2 separate regions of the Gossypium hirsutum genome follow, and region 2 is linked to region 1. Evidence: chromatin contacts called from public Hi-C data. All regions are on one chromosome and are shown on one strand. Each heading gives the region's core, a stretch centred on a gene start, on an enhancer-like site or on the middle of the called end of the contact. The rest is flanking DNA. Distances are from core to core; before and after follow the strand shown. Region 1 has its middle 23 kb from the start of LOC121224787. Region 2 holds the start of LOC107945530.

Evidence for each region. Hi-C and Micro-C count contacts between places; a contact is called where the count stands out from the background.
Region 2: a contact with region 1 is called in a Hi-C map of fibers, with 2.7 times the contacts expected there. The contact joins the promoter of LOC107945530 here to the enhancer-like site in region 1. A contact is called at or near these places in 10 of 34 Hi-C or Micro-C datasets (callus, fibers, hypocotyl and 2 more).

The regions. Positions count from the first base shown.
Region 1 is chrD12:36,877,115-36,882,315 of Gossypium_hirsutum_v2.1, reverse strand. It overlaps the pseudogene LOC107945528. Among protein-coding and RNA genes, the nearest start is that of LOC121224787, 23 kb to the left of the region's middle. Within about 2 kb of position 2,570, at least 5 of the 9 cell types and tissues checked have an H3K27ac peak or open chromatin away from gene starts, as enhancers often do. A contact at or near this core is called in fibers, where this site is marked.
Region 2 is chrD12:36,986,444-36,991,644 of Gossypium_hirsutum_v2.1, reverse strand. It overlaps LOC107945530, which reads left to right and starts at 2,924. Exons shown (of 2, transcript XM_016879581.2): 1 at 2,924-3,258; 2 at 3,355-4,926. The coding sequence starts at 3,457. The coding sequence ends at 4,755.

The DNA.
Region 1 (5,201 bases), core at 1,321-3,820:
CTAACGATACATTAGCCTTACATAACTTGTAAGATTATTGTGATTAAACTGTTTTAAGGTAGAAATACATTGTTACCTCACGTAATCTTTTATGTGCTTATGAGATTAAATTAATTGTTTGAATTGGCATAGAGATATGTACAAGAGATTATTTTGATTTCATAAGTATGTATGTGCATTAACACATTTGCTTATTAAAATTTGTTTAATCGGTTGAATTGATATAAAGATATAGTCAAGAGATAAATAGATTTTGGTAGCTAAGTTTGTTCATAAGTTAGCAAATTACCGAGTTACCGTGAATTTATTCGTAACAACATGAACCTGAGTTTAATAATTCTAAGTTAAGAAATGTAATTAATCTAATAAAATTATGTCATCTTAATTAAAATAATCTTTTGAAATCATGTATTGAAACTTTTATTTTAATTTTATTTATTTTACTTAGTTAAAAATCTTAGTTTTCATTCACCTCCTCAAATCAAAATATTTTTCTTTAGCAAAGTGTTTTAAATTGCATTCATAAATAATCCTTTTCACAGTCCCTGTGGGTACAATAACTCGACATTTACTTGTCACTTTATTACTTGTTGCGATTGTGTACACTTGCGCATTTCCGTCGTTCCAGTTCCATGCTCCCTTTCTCTCTTCGGTTCATCCATGCTTGGCTTTCAATCAAGTTTGCTTGGGAATATCCAAGAAGGTTTAGGCCAATTTTATTGTTTGCTTAATTTTATTCATAAAAAAGAAGAGAAAATGAAATGAATAATCTACATGATTCTGTAAAAGTTTGGAACAGAAAAAAATTGTTTTGAATATAAAGAATTTAATTTATGTTTAGATTTGATTAATGCTATGATTTTTATATTTGATTAGTTAGATCCAATTTTAGTTTCAAAATTAGTTTATATTCAAATTGAGATTTGATTAAGAATGATTGATATTCAGTTTCGAGTGAAATTCAAATTAGGAATCTTGTGAAAGAAACAAGGACTTGGTTTATTTGGTGGGCAAATATTATGTTTTTACAGTGAAGAATATGATAAGAGAGAAAAATAAAGGGGAAGAAGAAGGAAAATAAAAGATAAAAAGAAAAAAAAATTAAATTGTTCAAAAGGATAAAAGTATAGGGATTAGTTTTAATAAATGGAAAATATAGAAAAACTATGTTAAAAGAAATGGAGAAGGGAGAAAAACAGAGAGAGAAGAGAAAAAAAAGTAAAGTTTAAAGAACATAAAAGAAATTGCTCAAAACAAAAAAATATAGGGACCAATTGTATAATTTAACCTAAAATTTTAGTTTGAAATGATGATTAAACGTGCTAGGTTAGCTTATCATTACACCGTAAACGACAATTAATACTCAGTGACTAAAATGTTACAACACGATAACGTAAGTGACTAAATCGTAACATTTCAAACATGAGTGACTAAAATGTAACCTGAGACGAAAAAAAGTGACTATTTTGATAGTTTACCCTTAAATTAATATTAATCCATTAATTAAGTGATGATTATTGAAAATTAATTAAAAATTGTTAAAAATCTATACGATTTGTAAGGGAAGCACATGGGGTAGAGTAGAGCAGAGAATTTTATATAAGAAGAGATAAGGTGATCCTGGAAATACAAGGGAGTAAACTCGAAAGTGAGGCCACCCAAAATAGAAATTGAGAGTTTTCAGATTTTTCAACAGTGTTTGATGTTTATAATTCCCCTTCATTTTCTGCAATTCACCGCTTCTCTGAATCCCTTTCTGTCATCGCCTGTCTTTCAAGCTGAAATAATTTGTGTAGCTTAAACAAGGCTACCAGGTTGGTTTTTAAAAGCAAGGTGATTCAGAATTGAGATCCAGGTTTCAGTTTTTTATTTTATTTTATTTCATTAAGTAAATAGTTTTTAAGCTTTATTTTCATCAGCTAAGAGGGTTTGTTTTTGGTCCCTCAAGTTTGGTTTTTATCAGAAACTATTTCCTATTCTTTTAGTTTTGATTAAGAAGCAGCTTTGCTTTTAACTAGTTTTTGGATATGGCAGCAGCTATTGATATGTATAATAGCAGCAGCAACTCAGTTTTCTGAGATTCCTGTAGGGAAGAGTTAATGAAAGCACTTGAGCCTTCCATGAAAAGTTCTTCATCTACCTTTCCTTTATCTTCTTCTTCTTCTTCTTCTTCTTCATCTTGCTCATATTCTCAACTGACACCTTCTCAGCCTTACATGGATCCTGAATTTTGCTCCCCATCATCGAGCAACCACTTGTTTCCTAACCATGAGTTCTTCAACTATAACAATCTGATGGGTTTTGAGCATACAGGTTCAACTTCAATTGCGCTTTCAAGCTCAAATTTATCAACAGCAGCAGCTTGATTCTATGATTGCAACAACATCCCTTCAATATCTAAACCAGAGGCTCAACTTTCTTTCCCCGAAGGCTGTCCCTATGAAACATGTCTCCTCAACTCCTCCAAAGCCTGCAAAACTCTACAGGGGAGTGCGACAGAGGAATTGGGGCAAATGAGTTGCTGAAATCAGACTTCCCAAGAACCGAACCCGACTTTGGCTTGGCACTTTCGATACAGCTGAAGAAGCAGCTTTGGCTTATGACAAGGCTGCTTACATGCTTAGAGGAGACTTTGCCAGGCTCAACTTCCCCCACCTCAAGCATCAAGGAGCTCATGTTTCCGGGAAATTTGGTGGCTTCAAGCTTCTCTATTCCTTTGTTGGTGCAAAGCTCCAGGCCGTTTGTCAGAGCTTGTAGAACCAAGAGAATTCAGCAAAGACCTCTTCTGTTTTTAATTCAAAACCTAAGGTGGAGTTTGATTACTGTGTAAAGAGTGAGGAGTTTGATCAGTCTCCAAGGTTCTCTGACCCTAAAGTGGAGAATCCATTGGTATCATCATCAACAACTCCGGATTTATCCGATGAATCATTGGCTGGATCTTCTTAGCCAGAATCTGATATCACTTTCTTGGATTTCTTTGATTCAAAGTGGGATGATGATGAGGCCTTCAGTTTGGAAAAGTACTCTTCAGTGGAAATTGATTGGGAAGCCATCAGGGAACTGTCTTGAGTCTTAAATTGCAGCTACTATCATGTAATTTTCTTTGTATTTTCATAGGTCCAAGCCTCTTTTTGTCATTTAGGGTTTCCTAGTCCATCTCAAGTAGCCTCCGCAATGAATTTTTTTACATTTGTAGAGCTGCTACATAGTTTTAATTAGGTGTCGTGAGTTTAGGATGTGTTATGTGAATGCGTAAGAGAGAGGTATCTCCTTACGGGATTGGTCTTGCTGGTTCCATTTTTCCTAGGAATGGCCATCGGAGACCACCAAGTTTATGTTTGGTTGCATTATTATAGGCCCAGTGTAAGTTAAGAAATCTATTATCAGTTCAATATGTACGTAGTTTTTTAAACAGTTCCTTTTTCCCTGTATCTTTATGTAAATCTAAAAGGATGCATGTGTTGCTGTTTTATTCTCCTGCTTCACATGTTTAGACTCTGCTTGGTATTCAATCTCGAATTTAGGTAAATGCTTTTCTAATTTGATCAACACTCAAAAGGTAAAAGCTTCACAATAATATATCTCTAGACTTGAACCTTGGTGGGGTAAAACTATAAAATCAAAATCCACAGTGCTTGTGTTAGTCACATTTAAAATCCTAACAATATTTTTATTCTTTTGAAACGGTTTTGTGAAACAAAACTGCCGAACTTTCAAATTATAGCCAACAATATTTTTCAAATTGGGGGTGGATGTTAATTCATTTTATCTCTTCTAAATTTGGAGAAAAAATTGAGAGTAATCTTCCAATAAATCAATGGCAGTTTTCCTTTCAAAGACTAGGCAAACAGAAAATTCTGCTAAATATATTTCTATTCTGCTTAATTGTGTATCATTCTCTTGGTCCGATTGTTAACAAAGAAGAGAAAGAATGAAGGAAAAAGACAGAGAATTTGGAAGATAGGAGAGAGAATTTTGAATTGTTGGTATTCAAATTTTCATAACTATCTTGAGAAGGGATTGTATGAAACTGTGATTCCACGTCATTCTTATCCCTTTTCAATGGGAGGATGACAAATCAGATTTTTCCTCCTGAGTTTTACCATTTTTAGTTGGATTTGAATTTTTTTCAGGAGGAAAAAGCTGAAAATTAGGAGAAAAATCTGATTTGTCATCCTCCCATTGGAAAGGGATAAGGATGACGTGGAATCACAATTTTATACAATCCTTTCTCAACTGACTTTGGTCATTTACACCATATTTATAGGAAAGGAAAGAAAAAGGAAATAAAGCTTTAAAAGTTGGTTAAAATAAAAGGTAAACTAAACAACATTAATTAAACCAAAACGCTCTGTTTAAATAACTCATTTTGTGATCGTTTATTTAATCAGTTCCCCCAAAATGTATCATTTTCCCGTGGTAGTATTTTAGCGCGTGACAAATACCCCTTGCTGGAAGGATCCTCGACCTCAAGGATCAATGTGTGGGAATTTCTTCTTGAGTTGTAGCAAGGGCTCTCATGTGGCATCTTTTGGAAATGAGTGTGTCCATTCTACCAAGACCTTGGTGACAACAACATTTCCCTGATTCATTATCCTCATTTCTAAGATCCTAGCAAGTTTTTTTGCCCAGTTGCTTACTCATCGATCACTGGCAGTTGTGCATGAACAAGAGCTGCACCCACATGCTTTTTCAACTGTTACACGTGGAAGGTGGGATGCACACGAGACCCTTGGGGAAGCTGGATTTTATAGGCCACTTTCTCAACTTTACTTTCTACTCGAAAGGACCAGAAAAACTTAGGTGCCAGTTTCTGATTCAAGATCCTTCTCACTGTGTGTTGCCTATAAAGTTGGAGCTTTAAGTAAACAAAATCCCCAACGTCGAAGTGTCTTTAAGTTCTGTGCTTATCTGCTTGCTGCTTCATCCTATCTTGGGATATTTTCAAATGAAATTGTAGCAATCTTCTTGTAGCCTCTCTTTGTTTTAGTTTTCTGTCCACAATAGCTACCATGGATGCTCCAGCTAGGTAAGGCATATGTAAGGGAGGGGTTTGCCCGTATAATGCTTCATATGGGGTGACTTAGATAGTTGAATAGAAGGTGGTGTTGTACCACCACTCAGACAAAAGAAGCCACTTTTGCGAGTCTTGTGGCCTCTCTCTTGTCATACACCTCAAGTATCCCTCAAGACACTTGTTC
Region 2 (5,201 bases), core at 1,675-4,174, 110 kb before region 1:
CCCAAAGTAACCTAAGCTTTGTAAAATATGTCGAGATGGAGGCCGTACCTTGAAGATGAGAAGCAATCTCACGGTGCAAGAAATAAATTCTTGAGCCATCAACTTTGTGGAATCGCTCACTAAGACCAGTCCAAACGGCTGCTGCACTTGACGCAAACACAATTCCGGCCAAAAGTTCTTTACTGACAGTATTGAGTATCTAAGAGAGCACAATCGCGTTACACCTCTCCCACTGGTAACCCATTTTTTCTGGCAATGAATCTTTAGAACAAGTGTCATCCACCAGCCCCAATTTGTTTTTTGCTAACAGTGTAATCTTCATCGTTCGACTCCAAACATTATAATTTTCAACACCGAGTAACTGATGCGAAACTAACAAAGTTCCTAGGGTGTCAGATGGATGCAAATGTAGTCGGTGATTGAAGTCAATGGTTGATTCAGAGGGATTCATGATAATTCATCATCTCTGCTATTCAAAAAAAAAAACACACCAAGAAGCAACGAACAAGGAGAAGGAACAGATTGATCAATTTGGGAAAGAAAACCCTAGACTACTACGCCAATTGGGGATAAATAACCAAATTTGGGCTTCCGACTTACTCCACAAGCCCAATGAACATTTGGCATAGGCACACAACAGCAATCAACTAGTTAACTAAGACTGTTCGTCAAACCTTGGCTAACAACGACAGAAAAAACCACCAGAATGACCGCAACTATTGACCAGCAAGCAGCAACGGAACTATTACCGGAAAGATAAAGATCGTCGGAGCTCTGATACCATGTTGAAAAGATTAAAAACACTTTGAATGATTGTGAAAATTCCTCTATATTATTGAAACTGATAGTACATTCTATATTTATAAAGTCTTGACTAACTAACTAACTTTACATATAACTGACTCTAACCACCTTACTAACCTCTTTGCTTCTTAATATCTCAACAGGATATTGTGATCGAGAAAAGTAGATAATAAAAGAATTTTTTACCTTGTGTTGATTGCACCTAGTTGTCTTTTTTCTTTTATTGTGAAATTTTGTTCGGTTTTCTATACGTGTTTTATGGGGACATTGACGTCCTTCAGTTTTGTAACCTTATTTTGATTTTTTTCTTTTATTAGTAAGATTTATCCGCTTAGAAAAAGTGACGGCAAATACTGGAGGGTATTAGGAAAGAAAAAAAAAAACCCAAATTGTTTGTAAGCCTTTTCTGTTTGAGATTAATAAATTGAATATGCTTTTAGTTTGAGTTCATTATTGTATTAAAATATTATGAAGTGAGAAAGTAAAACATCAAAGGGAAAGGAATATCCACATCAATCGGAGGGTCGAGATCAAAAAATAAAGCGACAGTAATGCATCCTTATGTGAGCCACAGGTTGATTGAAAACGATGCCAAGTCCAATCAATCCACTGCGCACCAATGGCCCTTACTTGGGTTAGAGACCGCCCATACGCTCACCCAAGTTTATTATTATTATTATCATTATTATTATATACAAAACAAACAAATGGGTAATTTTATAGGCTCAAGCAACTTAAATCAGACATAATAATTAGGCAACTGATTTTGAGAGCCTTCAATGCCCTCTCTTTATCTATTTCATCCTTTGTCATTAAGTTACATTCTAATTAATGATATTTTCTATTAGACACGAGGTTAAAAAATAAGGGGGAAAAAACATAGCTCTACAGAGCAAGTACATGACGTGCAAACATGGAATACGTGAGGATTCGGATTTTTAGGGTTAGGGTTTGGTTTTGTAGGGTCAAATACAGACCATACATGTATGGACAAAAGACTCTTTAATTTTACATTCAACTTTATATTATAAAATTAATTTGTTTTTTAAATTTATATAAAAATATTTTTTATAATATTGGTTAAAAGTTTAATAATATTGTTTAGCTACTTCAATAACTATAGCTATCTTTTTTTTTTTTGATGGTTGCAGAGCGTAGTTAAGGTGTTGTTCAACTGATCTTTCTCCTCTTTGTTTCTGCTTTTCTTTTCTTTTCTTTTACGATATTATTTGAAATAATTAAAGTCTGAGAAGATAACGATGCTAGAAAAGCTGCGAATATATATATATATCTCGTTATCAGATAAAGTAGAAGATAACAGGAAAATATCATTATTTTCCACATACATTTCAACAAGAGGAAGACTGTAAGATTCTCTGAAGTTCCTCTGAATCAATTACATAATATTAAACCCAGATTATGAATTGTTTTTTATTTCTTTTTTGGTATTTAATCAATGACTAGGTCAAAGGATGTGGCTAGGGAATTTTAATATATATTTTTCTAATGTTCATTTATTGTTTTTCTTATACCAAATAATCTGTGAAGAAATGGATATAAACAGCGCACTTGCACCTTCTTTTCTTTCTCATCATTAAACCTAAGTTACCTAACCAATTTAAACATAAGAAAATACAGGCAGGGGGTTTTTCTTATGGGCTTTGAAAAGCAATGGTAGTGATGGTTGATATCTTATATATACCATTCAACAACCATCTTCTCAAATTTGTTTGCTTGCCCACCTCATTACTCCCCAACACCAAAGACTAAAAAGAAAATCTTATAAAAGAAAATGAATAGTATATAATATGTATTGCTTTAAAAAAGATTTCCTCCCTACAGTACATCTTTTTTCTTCCTTTCACACTATGAGGACCGAAACCATAACTTTCTTTTACTTTGACCGGTTGCTTATCATCAAAGCCGTTGGTTTTTCTTTTATATATGAAAAAGAATTTGATTAACGGGGGATGGTGCGTGGTTGTAGAGTATAATTAAAATAATTATATATATATATATAAAGATACATGATAATTTTAACTTGTAAAGTTAAAAATAAAAAAGACACCAAGTAGCAAATAAATAAAAAGGGTAGCGAACCAACTTCTTTTTCTGTCCCTTAATTTCTCTTAAACAGACAATACATTTTAGTATCTTACCCACCCTCAAAAAATTGAAAGGAACCCTAGTTCTTTTCTTCTTAACCCGCAAGGCTAAAACGCAAAAGGGGCGGGGGGGGGGATATTAATAAAAAAGGGGCCTTCCCTCTTCAAAGAAAGTTTACTTCCGTTTTACCTATCTTCTGCAAACCATTTAGTTTAATTGATGATTCTCTTGAAACTTTGTCAATTCCTTTGTTTAATTTACTACATACCTTTTTGGTGGAAGAGAAAGTAAAAAAGCAAGCCAAAGTACTGTCTTGTTTTTCAGATCAGAGCTTTAAAGACAACATGGGTACTTTCTGATAACTCTTCTTCCAGAAGATCTTCCTCTTTCTTCTCTCTTTTCTTTTCTTTTCTTTTTATATTGCTTTCATGCTTTGTTTTGTAGCTTCCTTCTTAAATGAGTCTGAGTAGTGAAGTAAGCAAAAAATCTCTTCTCTGAAAGAAAAAAAGAAGAAAAAAACTCCATATCTGGTCTGTCTTTTGTCTCATGGATTCTGGTAACAGTGGTAGTGTGCAATCTCCGAGTGGTGGCAGTGAAGAGTTTGATTCAGGCGCTAACTCAAACTCAGCTTTCTTTAACAATAACCCATCGAGCCATATTGGTCATGGTCCCTTGGGTAACCAACAATCGCCGCCGCTTCTGCAACAGCAACACCAAAGTCCTTCTTCCTCATCTGTGTTGTTTGACCCTTTATCGAACTACTTCGGTCATCCCTTATCAAGTGTGACAAACCCAAATTCACAACTCAATCTTGATGTGGTTTGGTCCAGAAATCTAAGATCTGAGCCCAACTGCAATGATCTTGTTCGTGGCTTTATGGCCTCATCATCGCCACCACCAACCCAACAGTTATTCACCAACCAGCAAGCACAAAGCAGAACCACTTTTCCTTCTATGCAGATTCCTCAAGGACCTGAAAGTGGTACAAAAGGTTCAGGCACAAGTGGCCAACCCAACAACAACAATATGGTGCGTAACTCAAAGAAGAGATCCAGAGCTTCCCGGCGTGCACCAACCACTGTTTTGACCACAGACACCACCAATTTCCGAGCCATGGTTCAGGAGTTTACTGGGATCCCTGCACCACCCTTCACCTCCTCACCTTTCCCGAGAACCAGACTTGATTTATTTGGTACAACTTCATCTCCTAATTATCTTTTAAGACCATTTGCTCAGAAACTTAATTATCCTCCTCCCTTATTTACTAGCTCTTCCATGGTTGATGCTATGGCTTCTACACCTAGCACTAATTCTACTTCTAGTACAACTTCCATTAACTACCAACTGCCATCTGAGTTAGGCCTTTTAAAACAGCCTCAAAATCCACTCAACATCAACATGCCACAAAACCCAATTCTTAACTTCGTATCACTCCTTCAAGCCCCTCCCAAATACCCACTTTCCAATTCAATAGATATTCCATCAAATGTCTCTCCTCTCAAAATGGGCGCTTTTGAAGGGTTTGGTTTGAGCCAGGGGCATGTCAATCCCAACCTCAGCGGCGTTCAAAACATGGTATCATCATCAGGTGGATCATTGCCAAGAAATGAAAATAGTGCTAATCCTCCAAGCTGGGGAGAAGCAGCAGGGTCCCGTGAACATGATCAAAGTCTCCTAAGGTCCATCAATGGCAGGTACAACAACAGTAACACGCCAGGACTTACGAATGGGAAAGTAAACAATTTCTCGGTGTCTTCATCGGATTTTCATGTCGATAAAGGGCCAGAAAATGTAGCTACAAGAAGTGAAGGTATGGTGGAATCATGGATATGTTCATCTGATTAGGATTTATCTAAAATATTATCAACAAAATGATAAACTTTCCACAAAGAATATCAAGGAAATGATGGTGAATGTATCACATGATGCATGAAAAAGATGGAATCTTTCTTGTTCTCATATTAACCATGATTTTCAACATATATGTGAATCAAAACACTGTTTTTTTATCCCTTATTTAAACCCCTCCTTTTGATTTAATTATATGTAAATGATACTAGCCTCCCGATACCACATTTTATCATAGTATTATTACGTTCATCTTACATAGACGATCATGGTCTTTTTCAACGTTGTCGTATCAATAGTACAAAAACAAATGGTAGTAGTTAAAATATTCAGTATTCTTTTCTTTTATCTTTGGAGAAATTTCTATTTTGTTTCTTTTCCTTTCTTTTTTTTAAATTTCCCTCTTTTGGGTTTTGATTGTAGTGCAAGAATATAAAAGTAAA